Linked DNA regions of Mus musculus: regions 2 and 3 are each linked to region 1. A link is a contact called in public HiChIP or PLAC-seq and promoter capture Hi-C data. All regions are on one chromosome and are shown on one strand. Each heading gives the region's core, a stretch centred on a gene start, on an enhancer-like site or on the middle of the called end of the contact. The rest is flanking DNA. Distances are from core to core; before and after follow the strand shown.

The links. Promoter capture Hi-C pulls out the DNA fragments that hold promoters and counts their contacts. HiChIP or PLAC-seq counts read pairs in DNA pulled down with a chosen protein or histone mark.
Region 2: a promoter capture Hi-C map of hippocampal neurons shows a contact between it and region 1, with 4 times the contacts expected there. The contact joins the promoter of 1110006O24Rik here to the promoter of Rfc5 in region 1. A contact is called at or near these places in 2 of 39 promoter capture datasets (hippocampal neurons and liver).
Region 3: an HNF4G HiChIP or PLAC-seq map of pancreatic cancer cells shows a contact between it and region 1. The contact joins the enhancer-like site here to the promoter of Rfc5 in region 1. A contact is called at or near these places in 2 of 39 promoter capture datasets (the 3T3-L1 cell line and hippocampal neurons), 1 of 484 Hi-C or Micro-C datasets (liver) and 3 of 115 datasets of contacts at active chromatin or transcription factors (the 230-238 cell line and pancreatic cancer cells).

What each region holds. Positions count from the first base shown.
Region 1 is chr5:117,387,386-117,390,410 of GRCm38.p6, reverse strand. Rfc5 (replication factor C (activator 1) 5) reads left to right here and starts at 1,388. Exons shown (of 11, transcript NM_028128.1): 1 at 1,388-1,494; 2 at 2,478-2,542. The coding sequence starts at 1,433. Gm15728 (predicted gene 15728) reads right to left here and starts at 1,289. Exons shown (of 2, transcript NR_166496.1): 1 at 1,126-1,289; 2 at 1-257.
Region 2 is chr5:115,630,379-115,633,403 of GRCm38.p6, reverse strand. 1110006O24Rik (RIKEN cDNA 1110006O24 gene) reads left to right here and starts at 1,588. Exons shown (of 1, transcript NR_027810.1): 1 at 1,588-2,355. It overlaps Rab35 (RAB35, member RAS oncogene family), which reads right to left and starts at 1,417. Exons shown (of 6, transcript NM_198163.1): 1 at 1,206-1,417. The coding sequence starts at 1,257.
Region 3 is chr5:116,007,996-116,011,020 of GRCm38.p6, reverse strand. It overlaps a transcript of Cit not described here. Among named protein-coding and RNA genes, the nearest start is that of Prkab1, 15 kb to the left of the region's middle. Within about 2 kb of position 1,445, at least 79 of the 459 cell types and tissues checked have an H3K27ac peak or open chromatin away from gene starts, as enhancers often do. A contact at or near this core is called in pancreatic cancer cells, where this site is marked.

The DNA of each region.
Region 1 (3,025 bases), core at 139-2,638:
GTTGCACACAATAAATTATAGGGAGCCAGTGGATACTCAGGTGAGGGTCTTCCGTGAGGGGATGTAAACGGTCAAAAAGTCCAGCTAAGGTAATTCTTTTGTAAGTGGACACAGCTGAACTCCCCCAGATGGCAGCTGCTTGACTCCAAAGGTAGTTAAGTACACCACCAGGCTGGCCATGAGCTGGATATGCAGTCAAGGATGATCTTGCGATTCAAACGGCCAAGCTTGACAGCTAAGTTCGATTCCCAGGACGTCTGCATAAGAAAGAAGACCAACTCTTGAAAATTGATGCACATGGCCTCCACATGTGCAGCGAGGCACACACAAATTAATTAAAGTTAGTTTTCTTTCGAGTTTTTAAGACAGGGTCTCACTATGTAGCCCTAGCTGTCCTAGAGGCCACTCTGTAGACCTTGAACTCACAGAGATCCATCTGCTTCTGCCTCCCAAGTACTCGAATTAAAGGCATACCTGGCTCAAAGTAAAAGCTAAAGATGAAAATAAAATTGGTCACCAGGCAAACGGTGAAGCTCACATTTAATTAATCCCTGCACTTGGGAGGTAGAGGCAGGTGGATCTCTGGGTTTGAGGCTAACCTGGCCTACAGAGTGAGCTTCAGGATAGCCAAAGATACAGAGAGAAACCCTGTCTCAAAACTAATCAAATAAATAAATAAACAAACAAACAAATAAATAAATAAAATTGGTCTGTAATCCTCTTACTGTAGGAGAAAATGCATTTGTGTGTATAAAACACAAATGTTTGTATGTATTTATATGAATATATGTATGCATGTATGTGTATATATGTAACTGTATTTATGTGTATATATGATTGAATGTGTATGTTCTGTGTGTATATATATGTGTGTGATATACATGTATATGTGAGTATATATGTATGCATGTATGTATGTATGTATGCGTATTAACTGTGTATTTGTGTATACTTGTGTGTATGTATCTGTATGTGTATGTGAGTGCAGGCGTATATCTGTTTATATGTATGTGAATGGGGATGTATGTATATGTATATTTGTAACTGTGTGCATACCTGTATATGTACGTGTGTCTCTGTGTGTGTGTTGCTGGTTATGGAACCGAGGTTGCACTGACCACACACCTTGCTGCTCCTTGCGGCTTGCCCCTGCACTGACAGGATCGGGCCCTGGTGAGGCCCGCGGTGGCTCTGGCTTCAGCGCGCGGTCACCCTGGACCTCGTGCGAGGAGGCTGAGACAGCCGACTCAGGCGGTAACTCCGCTGCAGGCCGGCGCCTAGGGTTACCTAGCAACCAGCACCTTAGCAACGGGGAGGAGGCGGGCCGGGGGACGGAAGCCGGAAGCCGGAGGCGAAGCCTCGCGAGGGTTGGTTTGCGCGCGGACTCCGAGTGCGGCGGGTCAGTGGCAGGGACCCGCAGCATCTGTCAGTCATGACGGCGGCCGCGCCTTCGCAGCAGCGGCCCGCGGCGGCCCGGGCCCGGAACCTGCCCTGGTAGGAGCGGCCCCACATCCCGCTTCCCGCTCTTCCTCCTAGGAGCTTTGCAGATCCTTCCCCGCTCCCGGCCTTGGCGCCGCAGCCGCTCCTCCGCTTCCATACCTGAACGGGCTCTGAGCTCAGCTTAGCCATCCTCGGGGTCCTCGAGCATCGCCTCTGCGCTCCGATGACCCTAATAAATTGATCCTGGGTTTCTTTAGAAAGGTTCCGAGGACGGAGGAGTGGGTAGGCTTGGTTGGATTCGAACTCGTGTCCGAATTCAGCGCTTGCACTCTATCCCCTCTTTATTTGCGGGGGAGGGACCGTAGCAGCGCACCCTGGTGGAGGTCAGAGGACAACTTGCAGGGACCTGATCTTCCACCCAGGGCCCCAGCGCCTGCATTCTGAATGGCCCTACAGCACCTTAGCGGTGTTTTAAATGAAGCAAGCCTAGCCATGCTTTCATTTTCTTTTCTTCTGGTCTATCCTGAGGAGGAAGACTTGTCTCAGGCCACACGGTATTTAAATTCTCAGGACTGGAGTCACAGACCGTGTGGCCTTTTGAGTCTGGCTTCTCGAACTCAAGGGTTTTCTGTTCTGTAGCATGGTTCAGCACTCGATTCCCTCTTGAAAGCCACATCATAAGTGGATTGCCCGTTCTCTTGCTTATAGGTATTTGAGTATGAGTTCCGTTTGCGCAGTCTCAGCGCTGTTGGTGAGGGGCAAGGGGGAGCTGTCCTGCCCACTGGAGGATGTTAGCAACCTCCTGACTCCTACTCAACAGATGCTGCTAACACCCATTGCACAGTTAATACAGATAACTGGCCTGACCGATGTCCCCTGGGGGGACAGAACAACTCCTGGTTGTGAGAGCCAGTGCTCTGTTCAGACGCGAAGGGTTTCTCTTCCTCTGCTGCTTAGGATGTGAAGGGGCTTCTTTGCATGTAACAGAACATGGCTTGAGTATATAGATTGTAACTTAACGGTGAATCCTATTTCAGGGTTGAGAAGTACCGGCCACAGACCCTGGCCGATCTCATTTCTCACCAGGACATTCTGAGTACCAGTAAGTATCTGTCTGTTGCTGCTGTCCTTGTGGAGGGTTGGGTCCATTTCGTGATGACGATGTCTCTGCTGGGTGACCCTTAGAGGATGCTCTGAGCCTTTATAGAACCGGCCATGTGTCGCCTTCTCCATAGTGTACCAAACTGTCTCAAGATCTGTTTGGTTTTACTGTTTAGGTGTTTTGTTTACACATGAAAGTGTGTGCACCTTGTGTGCCTGGCTCCTCCAGAGGCCAGAAGAGGACCCTGGATCCTGTAGGCAGTTGTGAGCTGCTATGTAGGTGCTAGGAACCAAACCCAGATCCTCTGCAAGAGCACCCGGCTTAACTGAGGCACCTTCCCAATCCCCCCATGTCCCAAGAAGACAACACAGAAGAGGGATGGTTGATTTTGAAGAGGTTTTGGTTCACAGTGCTTGGCTCTGTTGACTCTAGACCCTTGGTGAGCACAACTTCGTGGCAGTGGGAGCACTCTGCTCCAAAGTG
Region 2 (3,025 bases), core at 339-2,838, 1.8 Mb after region 1:
TCAGGGGGGACACGGAGCTCTAGTTCCTTGACAATACACAGGCTCTACCACCAACTTGGCTGTCTCAAGTCACATGACCCTCTCTATCCCACACTCCAGTCTGATCTATAAACTTAGCTGCTCGCCAGCCTCCTTCCTAAAACATCACATATTCCTGGCACCTCAGCTAAGCTCCCCTAAACATCCTGGGCCTGCCTCCCTGAACTCACCATCACCCCACAGGACCTGGTCACCTGCCATACTCCAAACACCTCTAAAATGCTTCATCCTTGGCCAGAAACCAGTGTGACTCTCATTCACTGACCAAATGCATTTAAGCACTGGGTACCAGAAGCTGATCTATGAATCAGAGATGGCGCGGTACTGAAAGGTGTGTGGTGTGTGTGTGTTTGTGTACACAAAGCACTTAAAATATTGAATGAAGCACCCGGGTAAGAGAACAGCAAACACTGTCCACCTACTGTGTGCCAAACACTAGTCCCCTCATTAAGTGTGTGCTCACATCAGCCTTGGCAGGCAAATCTACCACTCCCATTCCACAGATGAGAACTGAACCTTGCTGAGACTTAGTAACAATTCTAAAGGAATGCGCTCATGGCTGTACCTGCCGCACCTCATCCAAGCGCACGGCAACCCGGAGACGGGTCCTGGAAATACCCCCATTTCACGGAGCGCTGAGTCTTCACAGGGCGACTCATGCTGCTAACACTGTGAGTTACTTAGAGGTTACTTTATGCCGGGTCAGGCGCTTTTCCCTACTTTCAGCTCACCGAATCATCCCACCGCTCAGCTTAACAAGTCCCCACTTCTCAGATGCAGGAACTGAGGCTCAAGGGAGGCGAGACAACTCGCCCAAGGTCACAGAGCGGCAAAAGCTTGCCTCCCCGGGACTCGAACCCGGCTCTCTCCAACTCCAGCGATCGCGCGACTTGACCAAGGTCACACGTGAGGCAGGAACGAGCGCCGGGGCCGTGCGTGCATCCCGCGCCCTCGGTGCCCCCCGCCCCGCCGAGGAGCCACCCCGGAGTCCCCTCGCTGCGGCCCCCCCGGGGCCTGCGACCCCGCCGAGCTCCGCGCCTCCCGCCCCGCGCGGGCCGCGCCTCCTCGCTCGCTCGCCCGCCCGCCCCGCTCGCCCGCCCGCCCCGAGGCCCCCGCGGGCCGCGCCCGGCAGGGCCCACACCGCCTCCGGCCCCTGCGGCCCTCACCGCTGTCGCCGATGATGAGCAGCTTGAAGAGGTGGTCGTAGTCCCGGGCCATGGCGGGCGGGGGCGGCGGGCGGGCGGGCGCGCGCGCGCGGGCGGGCAGGCGAGCTGGGCGGGCGGGGTCGGTCCTGGCCTCGCGATCCGCAGCTCCCTCCCGGCTGCTCCGGCAGCGGCGGATCCACTTCCCGAACAAACAGCCGGAACTGACAGAAACACCTCCCTCCGCTCCCCCACCTCCGCCTCCTCCTCCTCCTCCTCAGCAGCCGCCGCCGGTGCCGCCGCCTCCCTCCTTCCCGCCCCGCCCCGCCACTGCGCAGGCGCGGGGGCTGGAACCGCCTCTGCGCAGCCGCAGCCCCGGCCAGCCGCGCCCTCTCCGCGCACGCGCAGTGCGCTACGCTCGCCGGCCGAGGTCCGAGTGAGCTAGCGAGCGAGCGAGCGAGCGAGCGCCGTCGCTGCGGATCCCCGGGAGAACCGAACCGTTTAGCAGGGCCCGACGGAAGAGAGGTGACAACCGGCCGCAGGGCTGAAGCCTGGAGGTCAGCGCTGGGGAGGAAGTCGTCCCCCGAGCACCACGATCCCGGACGCCCGACCCCCTGGCGGAACGGGTAGCGGTTCCGGATTGGGATCCGTGGGGCGTATGCACCCTGCTCGCCAGCGCTTCTGCTCCTTCTGCCTCAGTTTTCCGGACGCAGCGCGGAGCCAGCCCCACGTTTTTTTCCAGTTGGAGCGGAAGCCCACCTGCCCGTCCCCGAGAGCTGTCGCTGCCATCGCCATCCTCCCTGCAGGTCTGCAGGGATTGCCCCATCCCTGTGGTTTTTTACTTTTTCCAGACAAGTTCTCAAGTATCCCAGGGTGGCTTCCTGACTCTCTCGAGTAGCCGAGGATAACCATATACTTCTGATCCCACCTGTACCTCCTGAGTCCTGTTTTAATGTGGTGCTGAGACTCGAACCCATGGCTTCGCAGATGCTAGGCAGACGCTTTTCGAGCTGAGCTCCACCCCCAGCCTCTTTGTCCCTGCTTCTTCTTGCCCTCCAGTGCTTTCCAGCCAAGCACCTGTTGGGGATACTGCCCACTCCTAATCTTTCCCCGTAAGAAGCAGTGCTAGTGTTTAAAACAAAACAACAACAAAATACAGACGCTTACTGAATTCAAAGTTGACATTAGTTTTCCTTTAAAGTTTCTTGGACAGCATGAAACACTTACTAGTCTAATGGATACATGTTTTCCCATACATTTCAGAGTATCTAAGCACCCATGTGCCTCTCGCAGTTCACCGGTATGCCGCCATCAATCATTTAACTGCCTCGTCACCACGTGGTACCCCCATCTGATGGTTGTACTATTCCTTAACAATTCCGCTGCTGGTAGATTTATGCAGTTCATAATTTTCTTGTTATTCAAGGTACTGCAGGTCCTTGAACAGCACACACAGTGTCTGATCTAGGCCTTGCTTGAACTCTTTATTTCCCTGAAGCAAGCCTGGTGATGTCAGATGAACACGAGCCTAGAATCATAAGATACTGGCTGAGGAGAGACGCTGGCTGTGTTGTGTTCTTGATTGAAAACTCCTGGGACTGGCCAGGTTCCTGCTATTCCTTTGATTGGCATTTTTTAAGAAACAGGGAAGGGGCTGAGGAATGGCTCAGCAGTTAAGAACACTGGCTGCTCCTCCGGAGGAACCTGGTTAAATCCTCAGCCCCTCCCACCCCCCATGGCGCCTTACCAGGATCTGTAACTCCAGTCTCAGAACTGATGTCACCCTCCGGCCTTGGCTGACACTTGAGACATGTGGTCTGTAGACTCAAACTAACATTCAGGTA
Region 3 (3,025 bases), core at 196-2,695, 1.4 Mb after region 1:
AGAAAATATCCTCCCATGTTTACAGATGGTCTGAATGATGTGATGAAGACCCACGGCTGGGTCAATGAGTAGTCCTGCTTCCGATGAGTCTTCAACACTTCCACTGCAGATTAATGGACAAACAGAAACTTGAGCCTTCCGCCTTTTGGCCTCGAGTCTTCAAGGGAAAGCAAGGGAGTCGTGAACATGTCTGTATTTCTTCTAAAGTCCATCATCTCAGTTAACTGTAAGAATCATCCAGTTTCTGACAGCTGTATCTGAATCCAAACCTTGGACAAGCTACTGCCCCTGAGGGATGCACGCGTCTCTGAGATCCACATCAGTAGGCCAGCTCTTACTATTGCCCCTGCCCCACCCCCACCCCCAAGAGAATTCAACTGTGCCATTTAGAAACTCCACAGCCAGGCTCCCTAATCTGTAGCTGTCTAAAGGTGCCACGGGTGGGTACAGTAGCAGAGTCACCTTCAAAGTCTTCTTCCACCTCTAATAACCTCTTCTGAGCAAACCTCTCTATTACTCATTGACAGACCCAGGGGAAAGCAGAGACTCCTATATTGTATTTCCACAGGCAGCCCCCACTGCTTCAGGAAAACAGATGGGACATGTGACTGGGTCCCAGTCCTCACACTTCAAGACAGCAGCAGCAGCAACATCTTAAGCCAGCAAGAAAGAGCCAGCCAGAGCAGCCTCTGCCTGGAACAAGGAGAGCAGGCCAGTTTCTTAGCCTTGGCACTACAGAGATAGATCGTTATTGGTGTGTGTGTGTGTGTGTGTGTGTGTGTGTAGGCTGTAATTATTGAGTATTTTATGACCCCTCTCCACCCTTTGGATACCAACCATCAGGAACCCAGACCTGTGGCAACCAGAACTAAGCCTAGCTACCCCCAAGCATCCTGTCTTGGGGAAGGAAGGCAAACTGTCCTGGCTATGAGTCACTGAAAGGAGCCAGCCTGTGGTGGAAGCTCTGCTGCCCCACCCCACAGGGCTAGCCTCTTCTCTTCCTATGGGTCTTAACTGAGTGTGAGTGTTCTTAACCAACCTATGGAAAAGGCCCCCTGCTGCAGACAGATTAGTAAGTAGGTTATCTCTTTTTCTGTCCCTAAGGGCTCAAGAGTCTCACAGTCAGGAAACTTGGTATGTACCCAATGCCTTGAGTTCTGTGAGAATTAAGGTGTGTGACCTGATACAACTTTACACTAAACTCAAAGAGGCAGCAGGGGAGGCCTCATTACATAGCGTGGCTGCGTGACTTCATGACTTCACTGTTGTTCCGTACAGGTAGTTCTTGGGTCTAGAGGACCTCTCGGCTCCTTTTAGAACCAAGCCCTGTTTACTTAGCGTATAAGGTAGCCCCTGGCTGCCAAGAATTGCTAGGCTAATCGCTGAACTGGTTGGCTGATGGTGAATGGACATTTTTCTAATGTTTGTTCTATGGGAAGAAGTTGCAACATCTCCCAAGTCCTTGTGAGTCATTTTCTTTCTTACAGTCACAGGGGAAAATCCACTGTAGCCTCCCATCAGATTTGACTGTCAAAGTCAATTTTTAACTACATCTGATTACCTTGTTATGTTGAGTCAGAGATGTAAAGCGGCAGGTTATCACTGGAATCAGGGGTTGGGGAGGGGGAATAATGAACCATAAGTGGAGGGGACCGGTTTACCTTGCAGACAGGAAGCATCCGGTTACCTTCATTGGAACTCCCTCGAAAGAGACATGCAATATTAAGTTCTCAGTGGCCTCAGTGTAATGGGATCAGAAAAAGCTCGTGCTGACCTGTTTTTCTGGTTAGCTGCCTTCCGGCTAATCTGTTCTGACCTAATCCTTGTAAAGTAGCCTCGTTGACCGTTTAAAGGAGCTTTCTGGTCCCCTGCCCTAAAAAATGGTCTTAAGAGCAAGTCCCCACTAGTTCACAGAAACGCTGACCAAACTGTGCCCCCCCCCCCCCTCCAACAGCTTCTGATTCTATCCATCCCCCAGAGCTGATGGGCCCAGTGAGCCTGCACAGACCCTAGCGGGGCTTTTTATGGTCTCTGACAAGAAAAGATGCCAAGGGAGAAGGGAGTGAACGTATTGTTTTTTTTTTTTTTTTTTTTTTTTTTTTTTTGAGACCACTGCTTTATTTCATTATTGTTCAACAACAGAGCCATCCCTCTCAGGTGGATCTGGAATTGCCCATGTGTGCCCATGTGTTCTCCTCGTTCTTAATAAAAAAAGGTAATGAAGAAAAGCCTGTAATTTTTGGAGACCTAGAATCTTATTGATGCTAATAGAAGCTTTTGACTGCGATTTCGGGTTACGATTATTTCCTGCTGGCGTCCCGGTGGTCACACAGAAGAGTTCCCCACTCCGGCGGAGACGGCTGTCCGCGGCTACCACCGTTGAAAACAAAAGTATTGAAAAATGCACCTTTTACAATAAAAAAGTAGAAACCAATTCAATTTCCTTTTTTTTTTTTTTACGAATATAAAGTTTCTTGTAAATATGTACAGTCTGTTGAGCTAGCTCTATGTAGCAGGAAGCACTTCACAGATGAGACACGCAATATACACTTGTCAGGGCTCAAGGAACCCGTTTCTCGTGGAGGTCCTAAGTGAGATGCCAAGACTGAAGACCAGTTATCAGTGACCATTCCAAATACTTGTGGACCAAGAGACAAAAAACTTCAGCAAACAGCCAGTCAGATCTGCCCTGGGGGTGGGGGTGGCGGTGGGGGCAGGGGGGGGGATAGGGAACATGACCCCCAAAGACTCCAAGCAACACAGAAAACACAACAGCAGGGCACGGGATGTGGAGGGTCACAGGCGTCTCAAACAAGAAAGCACTTAGGTCAGAGACAGAGCAGGAAGGAGTCTGCATTTAGGCCAGGTTGTAATCTGGGAAGCGACGTGGACTGTGGACGGACGTGTGGGCTGAAAACACAGACACGGTCACCTGCTGCGGTGGTGGGGACAGGTCTACCTTTCAGCCTACCTAGGGTGTGCCTTCGTGGTGGAGGCACGCCTAAGAGTCGAGGAGAATCCAAAG